Regions from separate parts of the Mus musculus genome. Here regions 2 and 3 are each linked to region 1. The links are chromatin contacts, called in public Hi-C and HiChIP or PLAC-seq maps. All regions are on one chromosome and are shown on one strand. The core of a region is the stretch at or near the end of the contact, and the rest is flanking DNA. Distances in the headings are between cores, read along the strand shown. Region 1 holds the start of Rps19bp1 (ribosomal protein S19 binding protein 1). Region 2 overlaps Grap2 (GRB2-related adaptor protein 2). Region 3 overlaps Enthd1 (ENTH domain containing 1).

Region 1 (4,189 bases), core at 500-2,999:
TAAACCAGGCAGGGTTTCTCCTCATTGCCAAAAAATAATAATTTCTTCTGGGTTAGGAGGTTAGAAAGCTTGTTTGGCACTCAAGAGTCTGCATTTGATCATCAGCACTGCAAAAACACACGAAAGTGACGAAAAAGAAACCTCTAGACTAGAGGTTCTCAACCTTTTTGGTGTCATACGCTCTTTTCACTCTTAAAAACTCAGGGCTGAAGAGAAGGCTCAAAATAACCAAGAGCACTAGATGCTCTTCCAGCAGACTTGGGGTCGTCTCACATCAGCCTGTAATTATGCTTACTTCTGGCCTCCACAGGCATGGGGTATACCTATGGTGCACAGACATACATGCAGGCAAAAATCCATATGTGTGTGTGTGTGTGTGTGTGTGTAATATATATAAATATATGTATACTTAAATTAAAAACAAAAACGAAGCCAGGTGGTGGTGGCACACGCTTTTAATCCCAGCACTTGGGAGGCAGAGGCAGGCTGATTTCTGAGTTCAAAGCCAGCCTGGTCTACAGAGTGAGTTCCAGGACAGTCAGGGCTGCACAGAGAAACCCTGTCTTGAGAGGGGGGGGGGGGAACTCATGTAACCAGAGAACATTTATGTGTAATATTTATCGATAGAATATTTACATCTATGTGTAATATTGATTGTAATATTTATTGATCTATCAGACTAAAAACTGACCTTTTTTTTTTCAATACTAGGGATTAAATCCAAGCATTCTACCGCCAAGCTATTAATACATCCTAGCTCTTCTTATTAATCTGTAACCCAGACTGGTCTAGAATTTGGAGTGTAGCTATGTGATATAAACTGACCTGAAACTTGCCACTCTCCTGCCTCGGCTTCCCAGGTGCTGGTATTCTAAGTGTTCTGGTATCACTGTGCCCAGCAGTATTTACTGTTTCGCCTGACAACCAACTCATTGCTTAATAACATAAACAGTATTTTGCAGCAAATAGCTGTATTTTTCAAAACAAAGCACTTTATTTTGCATGTTTGCAAATCTATTTCTTTGTTGGGGTTTTTTTTTTTTTTTGGTCTTTTGTTTGGTTTTTTCCTTTTGTTAGTTTTGGTTTGGTTTGTTTGTTTGTTTGTTTGTTTGTTTGTTTGAGACAGAGTCTTGCTATGTAGCCCAAGTTAGCCTGGAACTCAGAGCAACAATCTCTGTTCAATCTCCCAAGTATTGGGACTACAAAGTACGACACCTAACCTCCTTGGCTTTACTGATTCTCACACAGATTCTCACAGTGCACGGGACCGGTGTAATGCTTTGAAGGTCATGAAAACTGTCTAAGCCCGGCAAAGTGGCTTAGGTCTGTAAATCCGGCCCTTGGGCGGCAGAGAGAGAAGGATCAGGAGTTCAAAGTCATCCTCAGCTACAATCGAGTTCAAGGACAGCCTAGGCTAGATGTATCCTTGTCTAAAAAGAAAGTAGAAAGAATCACTTCTTTTGCAGGAACTCAGTCTATTCCACACTTGGCCCCTGGACAGAATTGACCAGTAAGGCTAGAAGTCGAGTCTGCCCGCCCACACAGCCTGGATCACCAGAGACCTGTTGCTTAGAAATTGAACAACTGTGGCTTCTGCGCTTTGGACACGCCCCTAGCTCCCCGCTCCTCCGGGGCTATAGGAAAGCCATTGAGCCTGCGTTCTAAGGCAGCACTTCCGCTCGCTGCGGAACCCTGAGCTCCTGCTCCAGTTTCTGCCGAGGAGCGAACACCGCCAGGGCGGAAGTAGCTCGCCGCGTGTGGGCGGGGCTCGGAAACATGTCGGCGGCGTTAGTGCGGCGCGGTTTGGAGCTTCTGGCGGCGTCCGAGGGTGAGGAGAGCAGGTCCTGCGACAGTCGCGCTGTGTAGGAGAGCCAGCCGGGCGGGTGGGGAGGGAGAGCGCGCCCTTCAACTCGGTCCTTCGCTGCCTTTCCCCGTAGCTCCCCGTGCGGTCCCGGGCCAGGTCCAGGCTAGCGGGACTCCGGCGAAGCGGACCCGGAGGGCGCGGGCCAAGGCCTCCCAGGCTCTGAAACTGCGGAACTCAGCGAAGGGAAAGGCGCCTAAGTCCGCTCTAGGTGAGTTGAGAAAGACTGTGAGCGCTTCTTAGAATTGGGGGCAGCGCCTTCGAGTCGGGAGTTCCAAACGTTCCCCGAGACTCCACAAGGAAAAGGCAAAATGAATGTTCAAATCGTGGGGGACAGGTTTCGAACCCAAGCAATCTAATTCCCAGGTCTGCCGCTGTCTGCTATGTGGCAGTTAACAGGATGAGAGAAAGAGGGAAAAGCCTGGGAGTGGTGACACACATCTGTCATCCCTGCACTTGAGAGGTGGAGGCAGGAGAATCAGAAGTTCTGTGTCTTTCCGTGGTGAGTTCAGGGCAAGACCTAATCGTGAAGGCAGATGAAACGCAAGACCCAGGCGCTTGTGAGCTCTAGCCGTGGTGGGGAGAGAAACATCAGAGAGTCTCTCTTAATTATTTATTTATTTATTTATTTGGCTTTTTGATACAGAGTTTCTCAGTATAGCCCTGGCTGTCCTGGAACTTACTCTGTAGACCAGGCTGGCCTCGAACTCAGAAATCTACCTGCCTCTGCCTCCCAAGTGCTAGGATTAAAGGCGTGCGCCACACGCTTACTCTGTAGACCAGCCATCAGAGAGTCTCAAAACTAACAAGCAGGGTTTTGCCAAGTGAGTGAGGCTTGTGAGGTGAAAGGCTCTGCAGTGCTCCGAGGAAGAATCAAACTAACAAGCCAAGGTGGAAGCAACGTTAAGGCATCTGAGAAGGTTTTAGCCAGAAAGGCTTGAGAATTTGGAAGAAGGCTAACGGGTAAGATGAGCAAGAGGCAAGATGGAGGACCCATCAGGGATAGAGGGCTGGCTCACTGGTTAAGAGCACTTGCTGCTTGCTCTTCCAGAGGACCTGGAGCCCCCCAGAAGCCCACAAAGCTGCTCACAGCCCACTGTAACTCCAGGTCTGGGGATTAGATACCCTCTTCTGATTCCACAGACGCTCACTTGGGGTGCACATACATACACTAAGGCACGCAACACACACACATTTATGAAATGAAGCACTCAGTCAACAGTTTACCCTTCTAAACTAACTAACTCGTTTGACCCTCACGGCAGCCCTGTGAGATGAGCAGATCTCTCCCCCACTTTACAGTTACAGAAACAGGCACCTGCCCAGGTGATAGAGGTGGAAGCCGGGCAAATTGTCCCCGTGCTGTTGCTCTTAATGTGCTCTGCTCAGGTGACAGTGCCTCCTTCCATCCCAGTAGGGACAGCAGAAGTGAGTTGATATCATTTACCAGTGAAGTGTCTGCAAAGCAGAAACCTTGTTTCCAGTAGAGCAGCTTAGGGGGTGTGGCACAGGTAGTAAGGCCTCCTTGAGAAGGGGCACAGGATGGTACGCATGTTGCTTTCTTCTTTGACTCCATGCCTCTGCTCTATAAAGGGAGTTGAGGTACTCGGGTTTCATTGTGTGTTTGTTTCTCCCAGTTTTGGAGGCGGGGGGGGGGGGGGGGAGTTATTTTGGCTCGGGCAGGCCTGGACCTCACTGTATAGCACAGGCTAGCCATGATATAGCACAGGCTAGCCACGACCTTAAATCAGCCTTCCTGCTTCAGCCTCCTAAGCACTGGATGATAGGCACACACCACTGCACCCAGCCTGGGAGTCCTTGTTAAAAGCTATGTCGTTCAAGAGGAAACACTATGAACAGAGGTGGAGCTAGGAGGCATGCACAGACACTAGTGGTTTGCACGAGTTCATGTCAAGGTGCCTCCCTCCCTGCCCAGTTATCCCAATAACTGGAGGACAGGAGTGGGGTTCCCTTCACTCCTGTCCTGAGGTAAGCACTCCTCAAGACACAGGACTAACCTCCCATCCCCAACCCTGGATTTTCCATGGTCCTCGTGGCTGGTCTACTGCCTAGTACATAATGGGTAGGCAGGACAATAGCCGGGCATGGTGGTGGTACACGCCTTTAATCCCAGTACTCCGGAAATTCCAACCCCCAAGAAAGAAAATGGAAACCCTCTAAAATGTGTGTTACTGTTCTTCTCAGTTCCTTCCCTGTAGAAATGAAAACAGGAGCTCATGTGTCCTTTGTGCCTGATGCACAGTTATGCTCAGGGTAGACCTTGTGTTATTTGGTGGTGGTGGTGGATTTTTGTTATGCTGTTTTTAA
Region 2 (4,189 bases), core at 567-3,066, 350 kb before region 1:
CCATCTTCTCCCACACATTTCTGGGTTTAAATTCCTTCTGAATGCCATGGAAAGATAGTTCCTTTCATTTCAGGGCTCTGTCTTTTTTTTTCCCCCTCTTCTTCTCCTGCCCTTCAGAAACAACATCTTACTTTGTAGCCCTAGCTGGCTTCATATTTGCAAAATCCTCCTGCTGCAGCCTCCAGACTGCTGGGATTCCTGGTGCAGGCTAGTGTGCCTGACTTTTGTTGAGCTTCTGACTATATATTAATGATCTTGTATTAAAATCTGTATTGTGTCATTTCCTTCCTTCCTTTCTTTTCTGTTCTCTTTCTTCCATGTCTGTGTGGTTCATATATGTGTGTGCATTCATAGATATTTAGGCACATTTGTGTACATGCCTGTGGATGTTTAAAAAGCAAACTTGGGTGTCTTTCTCAGTCACTCTCTAGGGATTGAGGCAGAGTCTCCTGCTGAACCCAGAGCTTAGCAATTCTGGCCAGTCTTGGTCTTGTGGGCCCACAAGCCTGCCTCAGTGGAGCACCTCTCTCTTACTTCCTAGGAACACAGGCAGCAACGATGCCTGACTGGCTTTTAAGTGGGTTCAGGGATTCAAACTCTGGTCCTCTCTGCAAGCACCTTCTCCACTAAGCCATCTCTCAAGTTCCTAGTGTGTGCATTTCCTTGCCCTGACTGCTGTAGCCATGGCTGGGATCATTCTGCCTTAGTGGGCATTTAGCTTAGCAGGGGAGGACAAAAAGGCATAGGTAAATGGCGCCTGAAAAATCTGTAATCACTGGATGGACAATGACCCTTCAGCTCCCTGTCAGCTTCTGTTTAAATGTTCTACCAGAGGCGCAAACCAATTTATGTGGGACGCAGGAGGCTTGGCTTCTCTACACGTTGGGCTCTTGAAGAACTGAAATGTTAACCTGCCTGCCAAATGTCTAAGAAGTCAGACACATCCCCTTACTGTGTCGTCCTGAATTGTCGCTAACGGATCCTCTGAGCCTTTAAAGCAGTGACCTGCGAATTCCTTCCTAGCAAGAATCCACCTCTGTTTCTTCAAAGATTTGAATCTAAGGCCAGAGAGTGTAGAACCGGGCAGCTCTAACCAGTTCATGCACGGATGGACCCTTGCTATTCTGCTTTTGCCCCAGATCACTGCTGCAGGTGGCCCTGCATCCAGGGGTGGCTCTCAGGACTCTCTTCATTGATCTGTAGCCAGGGATTCCTCTAGATATTGGTCCACTTAAATGAGAGACTCCATCACTTCCTTTTTTGGTTTAGGATCTTTTAGGAGAATAAACAGCCTTCTCAGTGGAGACAAGTGATCTCCCTCCAGAAAATAGATGCACAGCTCTGATTCCGCTGCCACGGAAGAAAGCAAGACTAGCGAAGCACATCCCACCCAAATCACTTCTATCCAGGACGCGGAGATCTCCATCCCCTCCAAAGTGACCATGGGCGTACAGGGCATTTCTTATTTTTCTCCTGCCCTCTTTATTTTCTCACTCCTATGCCCCAGGGGAGCACAAATCCCCCGTCAGGACTGGGCTTGGAGACCCAGAGGAAGTGGCTTTTGATTAGAAGCCTCCGGGGCCCCACCCCCTACTCCCATCCATTTCTGTCCTGTGCGCAGGTGTGTTCCCCAAATAACAGTTCATCTTCTTGCTGCTTCTCTTCTGCGGGAAGCCACCAACAGAGCTGTCTCTAATGACAGGAGACAAAGGGGCAGCTGGTTTGGCAGCAAGGTGGCTGAGCGGGCAGGCAGGGAGGATCATACTTTCTCCTCCTCATCTGGAGAAGCCTGAGGCTCTGTCCGTCATCACCGTGACGTGCCTGCGGGGTGGGTGGGGGTGGGGCAGGTCATTCCAGGCTTTACCACTACATTGCGCGAGGCCCTATTACCTACCAGGCCCCTCCTGGAGATTTCTGCCAACCCCGGGATCTGTCTCTTCTGCTTTCCTGATTTCCAAGTGGGAAGCTTCTCTGTGGGTTGGAAGGCACTTGGTGTTCAGGTTGTGGGAAGCATATAAGCAGGATGTTTTTCAGACACACAGACAAACGTACACGTGGTGGAGTGGGGGTGGGGGTGGGGAGCCCTTAAGCAGGTCCTGTCACCGTGATTATGGCGACTGCATTCCTCTAAGGGCTCCTGCATTATTTCTCTCTTTCTTTTAATTCCCTCTTTTTCCTTCGCAAGATTTTTTTTTTTTTTTTTTTTTTTTTTTGGTTTTGTAGGAAGGAGTGGGAAGAGAGGAAGTGGAAAGGAAGAGAGGTGTGAGGACGCTGTCCTCAGGCAGGCCCCCTCCCCTCTGCCTATACCTCAGTTTCATCCCCAGCTCTCATCACACGCCCTCTCTGTAATCCCCTCTGCCTGGCTTATATAATCAACTATTTTTTTTTTTTGTGCTTATAACATATTGTGTCATTCACCCCCAAACTTTATCGAAGAAAAATACCCTTTTGCTTTTTTTTCCCTTAACCCTAACACACATGTTCTATTAAACTCAGACAACTCCCACCCCCACCCCACCCCCTTTTTTTTTTTTTTAACCTGTCAAACTGTCAGGCGAGGCTGCCTCAGAAGAAGGGAAGCTCACAGAGGAGGGGTGGGGTGAGGTCGGGGAGGGGAGGGGCGGGGCAAACCTGCCTTTAAACCCCTGTTGCTTACTTGGGCAGCTGAGGACTCTTAGTTCTCTATGCCTCAGTTTCCCCTCTGAGAATTCAGATGACGTCCTCACTTGCCACCTCCCAGGGAAAGCGAGTGCAGAAAGCCCCGTTCAGCTCTGGCATTTGCCTTCATAGTGTCTTTTCCCCAAAGCGTTTTGGCATCGGAGTATTCTACCAACATTTCTTGTAGAGAAAAACAAATGTCAAAACTGCTTTTAAAAGTGTAAATCCACCAAGCATATGCTCCTTTTTTCTCGTTTGAAGCCTCCATCTCCCCTCACTTCCCCTGGGCAGGTGCTAACTTCTTTCTCCTGGCCATGAGCCTTGGCTGTGGTGTTAGCCAAAGATATAGCCGTGGCGTGGGATGGAGACCACTCACTAGGTAGGAGGAGAAGGTTGACTTGCCAAGGAGAAAGGAGGAAACTGATTTGGCTTCTACACTCTGCCCAAACACCCAGGGCGAGATCATGGTGTGGCTGGCTTAGAACAGGAAGCTGGGGGGCAGCTGGGGGAGGGAACATACCACCCAAGTTTCACCAACGCCTAGAGACAAGAACCCGCCAAGACCAAGCGGCCCTTGCGTGCTTGTGATCTAGGATGTGGCAAGGGTTTTACCAGTGGGCACTCATTGTAATTTTGGGGGTGGAGCAGAACTGGGAATCGAACCTACTGCTTCACAGGCACGCTAGGCAAGCTCTCTACCATTGGGCTACCTCTAGAGCTCAGCATTTATTGCTGTTATTGGTGACTGGACATGGGAGAAAGAAGCAAGATATGAGAGTGAGTGTCTGATGTTTCCTAAGGCTATGTGCTTGCTCTGCTTGGTTTCTTGGCCTCCATTGGTACTAGCAAAATCATGGGCCTTCCTCCCACCAGGTCAGGATAATTGCTAACTAGCTTAGGCCTACTGAACCTTCCTGGGTGGCTGGCTGTCAGCTAAGAAATTGACAGCAGCAATTCCCACATACCATGGAAATTCAAGCCCATTACTTCTTGGTCAAAGAGGCAATGACTGCAATAAACTGGCTGACCTCAGAGTGGGCAATCGTGGGCTCAAAGGCAATTTTAGAAATGGGAACCGTGTGTCACTTCACACAAACTGCAGCCCCCCCACTTCCTCCTCCCTCCGCCTTCTCCCCTCCCCCTCTCTCCCGCCCACCCCCTGCAACACATTCAAGGGTTTTCAAGTTCACGCTCTCTTTTAAACACTAGTCACTTACCATGGCTATATTTAGAATGTATGTTTTAAAAATTCTCCTGTTGTTTTATTAAAACAACACCATGCAAACCTCGAAACAACAGCATCAAAATGCCAAGATATCACCGGCCCTACTAGAGAGAGGTCCCTGACAGCCCCACTGGGCTGTCAAGCTGACTTCTGACCCAGCAATCCTGTGCTTTAGGGCAACAACAGAAATGATGGGAGAAAGGCTGATGCATCTCTGGCTGATTGCCCCGTTATCCTTCCGGTTTCCTAGAGCCATAGCAATTGTCTACGGACACACCGTGCTGCGGGCAAGTCCGAGTGGAAATG
Region 3 (4,189 bases), core at 909-3,408, 270 kb before region 1:
AGAACCAAGACTGCCAGTCCAGAGATGGTCCCACCCACAAGGGGCCTTTCCCCCTTGATCACTAATTGAGAAAATGCCTTACAGCTGGATCTCATGGAGGCATTTCCTCAACTGAAGCTCCTTTTTCTGTGGTAACTCCAGCTGGGTCAAGTTGACACAAAACCAGCCAGGACAGATGCTTTAGTCAGTCTGTAAAATAATAGCCACAGGTTCTCCCCCTGGGGCCTGTGAGCTCCCCAGCCAGGGCTGTGAGGATTCAAGACTCACCTAGAGCTTGTCCTTCTGAACGCTGCTATTTTACTATTACCTAACTATCTTTTTTGGAAACTTCTGGATGAGTACTGGGTCTTGCTATCTGTCTTTTATGGCTTTTAGTTACTTTTAGTCTTGTGGCCTTACTGCTGTACTTGGAACACATGGTGCTGTTTGCCTCCATCATGGCTCTACTCAGCTGTTGAGTCTACGATGGTGAAGGTGGTTAGCCTCCGTTTGTACTGTAGTTTCGTAGCTGGATGTTTATTTGAGTCGGTCCTATCTTCTGGTCCTATTTGCCTCATGCTCATCTTGAGTTTGTTACATGACTCCATGTTCTTATTTACATGTGTGTGTGTGTGTGTGTGTGCACTCGCGTGCATGTATGTGGCAGTCAGGACAACTTTTGGGATTCCGTTCTTCCCTCTCATGTTGTTTGAGGCAGGTCTCTTGTTTCAGTCTCTGCCACTCTGGGCTGCTGGACTGTGAGCTTCTGCGGATTCTCTGGATTCCTCCCACTTCCCTGTAGGAGCGCTGGGATCACAGTGTGCGAGCAGCTCACTAGTATGTGGGTCCCAGGGATCAAACTTAGGTGTCAGACTTGGGCAAGAAGCACTCTACCTTCTGAACCCTCTCTCCTGCCCTGTGGTAACTTCCCAATAGTTTATTTTTAAATCTTTTGAAGAAAAATTTAAAATCCTACAGAATATTGATTCTGTAGAAGAAGATCCTCTAGATACATTTCATTGGAGTGGGACTAGACTTACTGACTGTGTAGTGTGGGTTAGAGTGACAGCTTCAGACTCATGGACGGAGAGGGTCTTCCCACAACTTCACATGCCCACTTGGCCTTCATGCTGTTGCTCAGTTGTATTTACTCTGTTCACTGCTGGGCTGCAGTACAGCCTTCCCAAAGTGGCCTGGAGTCTGAGCCTTGTCGTTACAGACCCAGGCTAGGGCCAACAGGCGACTTCACCTAGTTCCATGTGGTAAGACTGTGTTGTGCCTGCTTCTAGGTCCATATAAGTAGCTCTCAGTAGATCTATCCCAGAGAGCAGTGAGTGCAGACCCTCACCCCAAAGGGTGATCTCTGACACCTAAGTGGTTCAGGTCCTCGACACCAGATCAAGAGAGCTCAGCAGCCCTGTGGCTTGAGCCACACATGTGACTTTCTCCTTTGTATTTCTCTGTGGAGTTTTTTTTTTTTTTTTTAATCTTGTTTTTGAGGCTGGCAGTGCCTCAGAACTACCAGGTGTGTGGAGCAGAGCAGTGCTTTGAAGCATAGCTTTACTGTGCCAACACAACGGATGGGGTTTTGTCTTGTCTGTTTTTGTAGTGCTGTGGACGGAAGTCAGGACCTTGAGGATCCTAGGCAGGGGCTCCACGAGACACCCTTTCAGCCCCTGACTGAAAGAGGATTTTTTTTTTTAATAGAAATAACTTGGTCAGAGACTTTAGTTCAGTGCCTGTGGGTTGGGATTCTTTTGGGGGTCACATATCAGACATTCACATTGTGGTTCCTAACAATAGCAAATTTATAGTTATAAAGTGGCAACCAAGTGATCTCATGATTGGGGGCTACTACAGCATTAGCAACTGCATTGAAGGGTCACAGCTTTAGGAAGGTTGAGAATCACTGATGTAGCAGCTTCTCTCTTCCTGTCCCTGCCCTCTTTAGGCCTCTTAGAAGGTAGATTGGAGGGAAGATTAATAGGTAGATAACACGCTACTTACTATAGGCAACACACGATCTGAACTGAGGGAGATGGAGAGGAAGGATAGAGTTGGTGGGTTTGGTTGGTAGACCTGATATATGAATGGGGGAGGGGCATTGTATGTTCATATTGCCCATGTAGAATGGAAGTAAAATTCACTGCAACAGGAATGCAGTTAGAAGAGAGGATGTGGGTAGGACTGTTCAAGAGGGAGGCAGGCAGACTGTTAACATATCTTGAGTGTTATTGAAGACAGGCATATCTCTTAGCACACATATTCTTCTATAACAGACATTAATGCCCAGAACCTCTGAGTCTCTCCTTCTCCAGCATTTGGGAAACGTTCCTTGCCATGTGTCTCCATTTCACACACTGCTGAATGTCCTGGGGACAAGCAAGTAGAGTCCTCTCCTTTGTGGATGTTGGAGGAAAAGCCATCTATCAAGTGGGCAGCTTCAAACCGTGTCACGTCTCTAAGTGGCCAGGGCTGTGTACCCTCCTCACTAAGACTTATGTGACTGCACCCCACATTCATGTCCAGCATGTCACCCTTCCGTACTTTCTTTGGAAAACTCATTTTGGCTTGAAATCACCCTGTTAATACTTGCTGGGTGACTCACCCAGTGCATACATGCACTTGTCCCCTTTCCTTGCTGTGTCCTCAGTGCTCAGAACTCTCTCTTGCTCTCAGCTGCTCAAGGGATGATTCAATGGCTGCAGAAGCAGCTATGCTTGGACACCAGTCTCTTGCACAGCTGCTCTAGTGGTGCTCATCTCCAGTCTCTTACCTTGTGTTTGAGAGGGCCCAGGTTGGCCTTCTGCTTGGCCCTCCTTCTTTCTTGTTAGGTTTCAGACCCAGGACAAGGGGCTGAGGTGCACCTTTTACACATCAGAGCAGACCTGGCCTCCAGGTTTTCCCAGCATCCCTCAGTCCCTACCTAGCATAGTCCACCCCCAACCCTGAACTTTCCAGTCCAGGGGCTGAGCTGCCCTTCCCCCAGAGGCTATGTAACCCGGACATTTTGGTTTCTTCCTCTCTTCCTCCTCTTCTTCCCCCTTTCCTTTTCTCTGCATGGGCACTTTATCTTTTTCTCTTCCCCTCCCCTCTCTCCTTCCTTGCCCTCCCCAGAGCAGCTTCCCATAAGCCTGCATTTAATGTACTCTGATCTGGCTTGGATTGGCTCATTTCACCGGTGGAGAAATAACTTACCACATATTGATCTTGCTCCCATTCTACGTCTTTATTAATTTTTATGTGTTTTTATTAATATTTTTGTCACACTTTGTGATTCTCTCTTAAAAATATTTATTATCTTTACTGTATGTGTGTGGGTGTTTTGCCTGCATGATATATGTGCATCACGTGCATGCCTGGTGCTCACAGAAGCCAGAGAAGAGAGCTGGATCCCCTGGAGCTGGAGGGAATCATGGCTGTGAGCCACCACGTGGGTGCTGGGAACTGAACCTGGGGCCTCTGCAAGAGTCACTAGTACCCTTAGCTGCCAAGCCACCTCGAAGTCTCATGCTGTGCTTTGCCACTGGAGGTTGTGTATTGTAGCCCCCACCCTCTGCCATAACAGTGCACGTGACTGCTTCAAACCATGCCAGTCAGCCATCCTGGATTCCTTCAGTTTAGAGGAAGGAGAGGGAGCCCTCAGACTGGAGTGAGACGCAGTTCAGAGAATCTGTGTTTTCTAATCTTGCCCCATTCCTTTCTTCTTTCAGACAGGAAGCTGTTGTCCTTCCTGTGCTGTAAGGGTTTTATGCTGTGTCTTCCTTCGGGTCTTTTCAGAAGCATAGAAGTGAATGGATGCTTTTGTTGTTTATCTCCTCCTTGAAACAGACTTAGGGGCTCTTCTTGACTTTTCTTACTTCTTGATATGGGGCTTTAGAGGAACCCTGACTGGTACAGAGGGCACAGAATGGTAGCTCAGGGAATTAGGCAGAGTGAAATGAGATGCCCACTCCTCTTTGGGGCAGAATGCAGTGGCCTGGCCTTCCTGAAGCTGCTCTGTTCCCTTGTGGGAGTCGGATGCTTTAGGGAGGAGGCTCCCACCAGGGCAACCATCTTTCTGCTTGCTGTGCCTGCTTGCCACTTGGAGCGAGTGAGCTTCTCCTGCACCCCACCAGTCCCCACAGATTCTAAGTAAAATGTTCCAATTCCAGCCCATGATTTCTAGTTTCTAATTGGGGGTATTGCAGGAGGCTATTTTAAGCCAAGC

Evidence for each region. Hi-C and Micro-C count contacts between places; a contact is called where the count stands out from the background. HiChIP or PLAC-seq counts read pairs in DNA pulled down with a chosen protein or histone mark.
Region 2: a contact with region 1 is called in a Hi-C map of B cells, with 41 read pairs. The contact joins the enhancer-like site here to the promoter of Rps19bp1 in region 1. A contact is called at or near these places in 8 of 39 promoter capture datasets (3T3-L1-derived adipocytes, the C10 cell line, HPC-7-derived erythroid cells and 4 more), 4 of 15 datasets of contacts at CTCF or cohesin (the NIH/3T3 cell line, large pre-B cells and pro-B cells), 48 of 484 Hi-C or Micro-C datasets (the 63-12 cell line, the AML12 cell line, B cells and 35 more), 24 of 115 datasets of contacts at active chromatin or transcription factors (the 230-238 cell line, the HPC-7 cell line, the NIH/3T3 cell line and 16 more) and 3 of 9 other capture datasets (embryonic stem cells, macrophages and pancreatic islet).
Region 3: an H3K27ac HiChIP or PLAC-seq map of T-cell acute lymphoblastic leukemia shows a contact between it and region 1, with 2.5 times the contacts expected there. The contact joins the enhancer-like site here to the promoter of Rps19bp1 in region 1. A contact is called at or near these places in 5 of 39 promoter capture datasets (the C10 cell line, embryonic stem cells, hippocampal neurons and 2 more), 4 of 484 Hi-C or Micro-C datasets (bone marrow-derived macrophages, cerebral cortex and nephron progenitors), 16 of 115 datasets of contacts at active chromatin or transcription factors (the 230-238 cell line, DN3 thymocytes, the SCID.adh cell line and 10 more) and 3 of 9 other capture datasets (embryonic stem cells, macrophages and pancreatic islet).

Annotation. Positions count from the first base shown.
Region 1 is chr15:80,261,866-80,266,054 of GRCm38.p6, reverse strand. Rps19bp1 (ribosomal protein S19 binding protein 1) reads left to right here and starts at 1,749. Exons shown (of 4, transcript NM_175109.3): 1 at 1,749-1,828; 2 at 1,938-2,072. The coding sequence starts at 1,777.
Region 2 is chr15:80,613,653-80,617,841 of GRCm38.p6, reverse strand. The region is part of intron 1 of Grap2 (GRB2-related adaptor protein 2); the gene reads right to left. Among named protein-coding and RNA genes, the nearest start is that of Mir6957, 30 kb to the left of the region's middle. Within about 2 kb of position 1,816, at least 48 of the 459 cell types and tissues checked have an H3K27ac peak or open chromatin away from gene starts, as enhancers often do. A contact at or near this core is called in the 230-238 cell line, the 63-12 cell line, B cells and 11 more, where this site is marked.
Region 3 is chr15:80,536,155-80,540,343 of GRCm38.p6, reverse strand. All of the region lies in intron 1 of Enthd1 (ENTH domain containing 1), which reads left to right. Among named protein-coding and RNA genes, the nearest start is that of Enthd1, 22 kb to the left of the region's middle. Within about 2 kb of position 2,158, at least 47 of the 459 cell types and tissues checked have an H3K27ac peak or open chromatin away from gene starts, as enhancers often do. A contact at or near this core is called in the 230-238 cell line, DN3 thymocytes, the SCID.adh cell line and 4 more, where this site is marked.